2 separate regions of the Arachis hypogaea genome follow, and region 2 is linked to region 1. A link is a contact called in public Hi-C data. All regions are on one chromosome and are shown on one strand. The core of a region is the stretch at or near the end of the contact, and the rest is flanking DNA. Distances in the headings are between cores, read along the strand shown. Region 1 holds the start of LOC112715056 (lysine histidine transporter 2). Region 2 holds the start of LOC112715065 (mitotic spindle checkpoint protein MAD2).

Region 1 (4,523 bases), core at 233-2,732:
AAATAATTAGTATCCTAGACTTAGATTTAGTTTAGTAAAAGTTTTATTTTTTAAAAATAGTTTATAAAAATTAATTTTTAAAAAATAACTTTTTAAAAATTATAGTATTTAGATTTGATAAATCAAATTAAAATTAGTTTTTAATAAGTACAAAAATAACAAATATATTTGATAAAATAATTTTTAAAATTTAAAAATATATTAATAGACATAGATATTAATATAAGAATTAAATTTGGATATTAATTAATATACGAGATTATATTAGACTTTTTAATTTTAATAAGCATAAGTTAAAAATTTTATTTTAGGTGCTTTAAAAAATATTCCTATTTTTTAAAGTTACAAGTACAAATACATATTATTTTTTTTTATTTATCAAATATAAAATGAGAAGTTTGTACTTTTAAAAGTTTGTGCAGAAATATCTCTTCAAAAAATTTTAAGCATATTCTTAAATATATGAAATTTGACAAAATAAAATAAAATAAATAGACAATAATACCCATATACTTCTCAATATATTTTTCATAAAAACGATGCAAAAAATCCGATTGATCTTTGTCCTATATACTTCTTTTTATTCTCAGAGACTCTTTCACGACAAAAATACATTGTGTTTTTGATGTGTTGAAGAAATAAAAATTATTGCTCAAATAGATCTCATTATCACAGTGGCACAAAATTTATCAGCAAAACGGAAGGATTTCATATGTAAATTCAGTTGGCTCTCATCAAATTCAATAATTTGAGACATATAAATCAAGATCACCAAAAACCAGATAACTAGCTTTTGACTTTTTGTTTCATATTTTTCTTCCGTTTATTAATGAAGACAAAACCCACTACAATGACAATACATGTGTTAACGTTGGAAGGGACTATGATGATAAAAGTGCAAATTGTATAAATCTTATGGAACAGTTGAGACATGTTTTAATATATAAAATTCATAATTTCAAAAATATTTACCTGAAAAATAGTTTGGAAGATTCCCAAATAAGGTAGCACGAAACTCCAAGAGCAGCAGCAACAACACATGAGTAGTGAAGATAGATCAGAGTATATAGTTTGTGAAATGCAATCTGAAACACAAAAACTCAGCTTCAATTCTCGTGTCACTATTAAAGTCTTTGCCCCTGCTTTCACGGTTACACACTTTGAGGTACATGTATGTTCCTTTCTCATTCAGAAAAGGAAAATCATCTCAACTCTTATTCGTTCTTAAAACGTATATATTTAATGTTTTCTTGGATAACAACTTGACTATTATTGCTATATATAAAATAAATACGCGTCATGATTTATCATAACATAGCATATAATAATTTAGGTGTTATTTTTGAAAAGTTTTTCTTAAATGTGAATATGCAAGTTGGAGAAATTATTATTATTTGAGCGAGAGAATCAAGAGTAATAAAGGAGTCAATGAATTGAATGTAATGTATAAACAAGTGTTTGAGTTAGCATGAATTCCGTGATTATGGGATCAGATCAGATCAGATCTCATTCATAAATGTGAGGGAATGGGCTTCCCACTTGTTCCGGAATTCGGACTTGGGCTACTCCCATCAGGAGGAGACTTTAAGCTTTTTTTTTTTTCCATAAAACTTTTGCAATGCTGGGTGATTTGGTCATTTGCATTGTTGATAAAGTTTAGGGCGTCAGTTCACCAAAAAAAAAAAAAAGTTTAGGGCGTCATGTACCGAACAAAAAAAGTTAGGGCGTCAAAATTCGTCGTTTCAACTCGTTTATTATTATTAATTTTTTTAAATAAGTGGACTTTTACTTTCAAAATCAAATCCGTTTAAACCTGGTCTAAACAGCTAAGTCCAATTAATCAGATAAAATAACGGATTAATTTATCGGTAATACTAGAGAAATAAAAAAAAATTAAAATTTATCTTATTTAATTTTCATTAATTGTTACTAAAATTAATAAATATTAAAGGAGATACATTCTTGCTATTTTTAGTATTCATAAAAAAAAGCAAGATTCAAGAAATAAGTTATTGCAAGAAGGTTTTTTTTTTAATGTTTGTCCAATCTTAAGTTGATTATCTATATGTAAGGCTAATATATAGTCTTATTTTTCTTGAACATTTTTTTATTATATTTTCTGTTCTCATCATATTTTTATAGACATATCTCAATAATAATTTATCATCAGCATCTACAATTCTCAACAATTTGATCAATAGACTTACAAATTTGTATGCAGTAAAATAATTATTCCATTTTTTTTGTTCAGGATAATTGCACTAACAGTTCTACCGTTAGTACTTCTTTTTAATTTATGACCAATAAAGTGTGCATCCACAACCAATGCTAACAAATCCGATTTGTGCTCAAAGATTAGGGGTAGCAACATGCACCCTACTCCCGGGTACCACCAACCCGGTCGGATAGGGTTGTCAACCTAATCCGCAGCGGATAAGATAGGGTGCGGGTAGGGTTCTCATGCGGGTCGGTTATGGTGCGGGTTGAGCCTCAACCATATTCGACCAACCCGCACCTTATATATGTATATGTTATACACTTATATAAAAATATGTTTCAAGTAGATGTTGAATCAAAGATCTTTCCCTAAATACAAAAGATCCTTAGCCACCAAGAGAAGATCACTAATTGATAATTTAGTACGTTTTATTTTACATAAAACTCAGTTCTATTTTAAATCATCATCAAGTTATATAATAATGTTGTATCTTTTTGGTAACTCGCGGATAGGATCGGGTACCAGCGAATTAAGAATGGGTAGGGTTAGAGGTGGGATATTCTTAACCCGCGGGTAGGGTTAGGATTGGATCCAAACCCTACCCTACCCTACCTATTGCCACTCCTATCAAAGATACTCTTTAATGTAATGAAGATAATGGCAAAACGAGTTGTACTTGGACGAATAATCTCCATTCAAGTAGGTCTTTGTGTAAGGCAGGACAAGAACACCATATGATTACACACACACACGCACGCATGTACACACTTACTTAAAGCATGTGATCCAAGGTTAGAAATATGCGCCATACTGCTAATATCTTTTAAAATAAGATTCAAGCAATGAGCACCACAAAGTGACTAATAGATATTCTCAAATTTCTGATTAATAAGCTTACCAACTACAACATAACTGGCCGTATTGTCAGTCACTATATACACAATATTATCAGACCTAATCTATTCAATCACTGCAGAAAACAAGTAATAGAAGCTTGAAGCATTTTCTACCACATTTGAAACATCTACAAACTTCACAAAGTACAATCTTTTCGATCAATAAACTAAAAAGTTAATCAGTGATCTTTACTTTTATTCTGTCCAACCATCAGCAATGAGAGTACATCCAGTTTTTCTTTAGGCACTCTTATAGCTATCAACAATTATTTGACACTTTTTTTTGAGATCGGCTAACAAGTGAACCCTCAACTTAATTATTATAGGAATGATCTCTATAACCAGGCCCAACGCCACCAACACCATCTAACATATCTTTAAAAAATAGAGACATAACTGCATTGAAAGAAATTCTATAATCCAAAAGCTATATAGCAAATCACTTATCAACTTCATGTATCGCCTCTTTCGACACACTTTTCAGACTTGGTTGAACTCTTAGAGTTGATCTTGGTGCAAACACAAGAGGAGTAATGACCTTTGCTTTCTTTTTTGAATCATTTCTAACCACTTGCTTGTTAAATAGTAGCTGACTCAGAGTTTGTTGTTCGTCTTATGCTATTGCATCATTAGTTGCATCCTTAATCTCATCACCATCGTCTTCACTAATACTTAGTTTTCTTCTATTAGTTTTACTTTTTTGAATTTCTTTCAATAAATCTTTCATTTGATTTTCTACGTCATAAAGAATTTTCTGACACTTTTTAATGTCTTTGTCTATTTTTGTCAAAATTTTTTTATTCTGTTAATTCTGTCTCATCCAAAAGTATGCAAATAAAATAAGCATTAGTAATGTGACTTTTCGTTCACTATTTATAAAGCAACATATCTCTAAATTCTATCTATATTTCTCCGAATATTAGAAATTTGTAATTAACTATCATTGAAATCGGAAAGATGAGAAATATCATTGAAACCAAGAGAATCATAAGCCAAATTATTTTCTACAAATACATTATTATCCCAGTTTCAAGAGTGATTATAGACCTTTAATACACATTAATGGATGCTTTTCAAAAGGATACTTTGGGATACAATTATTTTTTGTCGTGGGATAAGACGCAAACAATCATTTTTATGTCATTGCCTATGTGTCTGTATGCTCAAATACTAAGGAGTCATGAAAATGGTTCTTGAATTTGCTTGAAGAAGACTTAGGAAATGCATCACTTGATAGATGAAATGTTATAAGTGATCAACAAAAAATAACTTATTATGATTGTGTATTTATTGATTAGTTAAACAAATTTTCAGATTTTAGATTTTGGATATCAATGTATATACACTTGTTGCAGGGACTAAGAGAAGTACTAAAGGATCTCATGCTAAATGCACTCCACTGCAATTGT
Region 2 (4,954 bases), core at 87-2,586, 200 kb after region 1:
AATATCTAATTGTATATTGTTATATTATATAAAAAATATAATTTTTAAACTTAATACTTAAAAATTGGTAGAAGGAAGTGGAGAATTTAGTAGCTTTAATTTATGAACAAACTGTGAGATTATATTTTTTTGTAATTTTTTTAATTTATGTTTTTAAATATAATATTTTATTAGATAATATATTTTTCATATATTTTTTTTATTCCAACTTAAAGAGTATATATATCGAGAAATTATTTCTGACGGCAATGAATTTTTAAAAAAAATTTTTATTTAAAAAAATAAAATATAATCTCTCACTATTAATTTTATAAGTGGAATTAAGAGAAAACATAAAAAAAAAATAAGAGAAAAAGTATTGAAGTATTAGAAATCATACTCATTGATTGAAAAAAAATTTGAGAGGATCTATTCCTATTACCAAGGAATAACCATTTTAGGAGGAAAAAAAAAAGGTATTTACTATGGTGCTTATATATAATTATCTAATTTATTAAAAAGAGATAAAAATTAATATTTAATTTAAAAATATAAAAAAATAATTTTTAAATATTAAAAATTTATCATAAAAAGTAGAATAAATATCCAACCGAGCCCCTGATAATTTTTTTGAAATACTACGAAGCTCCCGAACAAAAAAAAAATACCATTTTCAACCATTGATATTTAACTTCATGATATTGATTAGTTTCTCTGTTAATGATCTCTTTTTAAAATATACTTATATGACAATTAATCACTAATATATCTTCTATTTAATTTTTATAAATAAAAATAATTTAAAAATTACTAATATTTTTTAATTTTGTACAATAAATTTTAGTTAATGTATTTAAAAAATATAATAAAAAATAAAAATAAAAATTAAACGACATTGATAATTATCTTTAAAAGATAACAAAATTTTTTATTTGTTAATGCTAGTTGATTTTTAATATATAGATCAACAGTTTAATATATATTTATTTCGTTAATACAAAGAAAAAAATTTGACAAAAAAATTAATTAATCTCATAAAATAAAGATAAGAAACTGAAAGAATATTTTTTATGTTGAGAGTCCCATTATTTTTTAAGATAATTGTCAGGGATATTTAGAAATTTTTTTCTAAAAAATAAGTTTGACAAATTTGATACGAAAGACCAAAGAATTTGCCAAAAGAAAAATATTTCCCAAACTTCTCCCATCGACCGTTAGTAACATAAAAAAGCAAAACGCTTTTGTTGTAAAATATCACGGCCCACCAAAGGCCCACGATGATAACCAACAAAAAAAAAAAGATAAACTAGCCGTTACGCTGCGCTTCCCATACAAGTTTCTGATCCTTTCAAATCCCTAATTTATTGGCCCCTTTATCCCTTCCGCTTTTCAAAATCACTTCAAACTGCACACTCATCACTGTTTCTTCAAGCGCCCATTCCTCTTCCTCACCAAAATCAATTCCACACAAATTGTTGATCAGAACTATCGCTCTTCATTTCAAAACAAATTGGACTGAATTCGCCATGGCCGCAAGAACGGTTACGAAAGACATAATCACCCTACGTGGTTCTGCAGCAATTGTTAGCGAGTTCTTCGGTATTCATAAGCACCCTCTTTTTGTTCCTTTTTCTCCCATTTCTGATTTTTTTTTTAACTTTTGTGTTCTTTTTTTTTTTTGCATCAGGATATGCTGCTAACAGGTTTGGTCCTCTGTGCCGGCACTAATTTTTATTTCAAGTTTTTGGGATGTGTTCTTTAGAAATAAATGAATAAATTTCGAATTTTATAATTTGAGCTTAATGAGTGGGAATATTGTTCAGCATCCTTTACAACCGAGGAGTGTATCCAGAAGAAAGCTTTGTGAAGGTGAAGAAATACGGTCTCCCAATGTTGCTTACTGAAGATGAGGGTGTCAAATCTTTTATAGCCAATTTAACTGCTCAGCTCTCTGGTAATTTGTGACCTAAAAGTAATTGAATCGTTGTGTGGTTGGAACTATGTGTGTTGTTGGATTAATTTTTTTGTTTTATGTTCAAACATATAGCATTATAATCATTTTTAAGCCAACTATGCTTGTCATTTCGGAAAAGAATTAATCATGCTATGTGAGATTTTAAAGGAATGGGGATCTACATGTTCGTTTTTGGTTTGGCTTCGTCCGATATCGGGGTTGATTATCTTGAGGTAGATGTCATATGATGATGAGAAATGGGGTTTGCTTAAACTTAATTCAATCTTAAGGTCGATGCTCATTTTGATTTGATGTAGTGAAGTGGGGTTTGATAAAACTTAATTCAATCTTAAGGTCGATATTCATTTTGATTTTGAAGTTTTAGTGAAATGAGGTTTGATTAAACTTGATTCAGACTTAAAGTTGATGGTCATCGTGTAAAATGCTTTAAACAAGTAGTTGCCTACTTAATTTTAGAGTGAAGTAGTTTCTGTTGTGATATAATTGTCGCCCCATTGCTGATGATTGAGCTTGTGTCTGAATTATGAATGTTGTAAAGAATGGCTTGAAGCTGGAAAGTTGCAGAGGATTGTCCTTGTTATAATGAGCAAGGCCACCGGTGAAGTCCTTGAAAGGTGGAACTTCAGCATTGAGACCGATAGCGAGGTTGTCGAGAAGGGGTGGGTAATACCGGCATAACAAAATCGTATTCTACCTTCAATTTCCTTTTCTATTTTCCTGCACTTAAACTTCTTCCTAATTGATTTATATTTTTAATCCTTCAGTGTATCAAGGGAAAAGAGTGACAAAGAAATTATGAGAGAGATACAAGCAATTATGAGGCAGATTGCTTCAAGCATCACCTATTTGCCTTGCCTGGATGAACCTTGTAAGAATCACCTGCAATTGTAAAGTTCTCTATGAATATCCAATGTTTTTACATTCCTCTTCTACTGACCATATGGTTGCACTATCTTTTGATCTTTCAGGTGTTTTTGATGTGTTAGCATACACTGACAAGGATCTTGCAGTCCCATTCACTTGGATTGAGAGTGATCCAAAACTTATTGCGAATCCACAAATGGTGAAGTTGCATTCCTTTGACACCAAGGTGAATATGACATTCGCAATTCGGTGATTTTACATTTACACATGCCACCCGATCTTGCTTTATTGGCTATTGATAACTTTGTTGCTTTTGTCTAATCCAGATTCACAAGGTTGATACACTTGTATCTTACAAGAACGATGAATGGGATGAGTAGAGAGCCCCTTTTTGTGCCTTGTTTTCCTTTTTTTTTCTCAGATTCTGTGTGGTTGTGAATTTTCTATTCACATTGTTTAGATGTAATGTATGCTGGTACTAACGTGGATGTCAACATAATCACTTCTGTATTAAAACTCCCTTCTGTATGTTGTAGCAGAAATAACTGGCACAGTGTGGCACTAAAGTGGAGTGGGTAGACAAATTTGCATTACTTATTTCAGAATTTGTAGTTTGATTATTATTGCAGTTTTATGAAATAGTGCACTCATAAATAGTAAGCAAAACAAAACACTGCAAGAAGTTGGATGAGAAAAGACAAGAAAAAGAAAAACTCAATTAGATGGTGAATGACTTATTGGGTTAATTCTAACGGCTAAACGAAGGTGAATTAACTCTAGATCTAGCTCAAGACCCAAAAAATTATAAATTTTAGGAGAGGCAAAAAACAAAATAAACTTGTAATTTGAAAGACTTTAAATATGTAACTTTAATGGGGTGTGAATCTATTTTATGAGTTATTCTAATTGATTTTTGAAGTGGGTTTCAATTTACTTTTTAAGTTTTAATTTAGGTAAATTCTAGCCTACTCTTCTTATAATAACATATAATTTATCTCTGTGACATGTCATTTTTTAATTAGTTGTTATATTAACTATGATTAAACTATTAGTAATTAAATTATAACCCAAAGTGGATGATTATGTAATTTACTAAAATATTAAAAATTCGGTCTTTGATTCTTCCCCCAAATCATACTCCCACACAATGAACCATTGAATCCTAATCTTCTGTATTTCCTCCCCCGTTCCGGCACCGTCGCCGCCACCCCCGAGCATAACCGCCTCATTGGGTGCCCCATTCTCTCCGTCTATCGTGTCATCTCCGTGCTCGAAAGCATCGCCGCCACCGTCGTCAAAAGCAGCACCGCCTTCCTCACGGTATCCTTCCCTCATATGAAATTGCGTTGCAGAATCCCTTATCCACTCTGCAGTAACCACCAAGTGTGATGAACATGAATTAAATGGCTTCCTTAACTTGTTCATCGTCTTCATCCTTCTCACCAAAGCTTCCTCTTCATTCCTCAACACCTCTAAAAAGAGCAAGAAGAAGAAGCAACCACGATTTTCTAAGAATGGTGACTCGTTCCTGTCTCGATGACAGTTCAGCACTTCTCCGAGCAGCTTAATACACTGTATGCCTATGAAACTTGAATTCCCAGTTCTGCAGCTTTCAAAGTTTGCAAATTTGCAATTTACTATGTGTGATCAATGTCTGGTTTTTCATGCATGCCAATTCAGAATTCACTAGCTTTGTTATCATAATCCTTAGTTTCATGTTTTACTTAGCAATGTTTGTCAAAAATCCTTTCTCTTTTTGTCGGGTTGCTTTCTGTGAAATAGTTGATACAGTATTGCATTCTTGTTATTGATGCCTAGTGTTGTAATGTATGCAGCTTTTTGTTTTCCAGATTTTAGGGTTACTAGGCTTATGTTGGGATTAAAACTCCCTTTTTTATTTTAATGGCACCCCAAGAATGACATCCTTGTAAATATGCATATATAGATTTAATTTGTTAAGTATAATGAACCGTTTATAATGTATTTGGAAATTCATGCAGGAATTTATCTTCAAGAGGACTCACTGGACACATCGCAGTTTATATCTCCAAGCTTACTGAGTTAGAGTCCTTGTGAGTGACTCGAATGGAAATTCCTTGAATTTTTGTATGTTTTTTCCTATCCTCCACTTGGATT

The links. Hi-C and Micro-C count contacts between places; a contact is called where the count stands out from the background.
Region 2: a Hi-C map of leaf shows a contact between it and region 1, with 1.8 times the contacts expected there. The contact joins the promoter of LOC112715065 here to the promoter of LOC112715056 in region 1. A contact is called at or near these places in 2 of 8 Hi-C or Micro-C datasets (both in leaf).

The regions. Positions count from the first base shown.
Region 1 is chr10:8,150,307-8,154,829 of arahy.Tifrunner.gnm2.J5K5, forward strand. It overlaps LOC112715056 (lysine histidine transporter 2), which reads right to left and starts at 1,483. Exons shown (of 8, transcript XM_025766798.2): 1 at 973-1,483.
Region 2 is chr10:8,349,699-8,354,652 of arahy.Tifrunner.gnm2.J5K5, forward strand. LOC112715065 (mitotic spindle checkpoint protein MAD2) reads left to right here and starts at 1,337. Exons shown (of 7, transcript XM_025766810.3): 1 at 1,337-1,578; 2 at 1,667-1,682; 3 at 1,803-1,933; 4 at 2,493-2,613; 5 at 2,719-2,822; 6 at 2,923-3,044; 7 at 3,145-3,438. The coding sequence starts at 1,506. The coding sequence ends at 3,198. LOC112715066 reads left to right here and starts at 4,001. Exons shown (of 8, transcript XM_025766811.3): 1 at 4,001-4,138; 2 at 4,267-4,392; 3 at 4,819-4,890. The coding sequence starts at 4,355.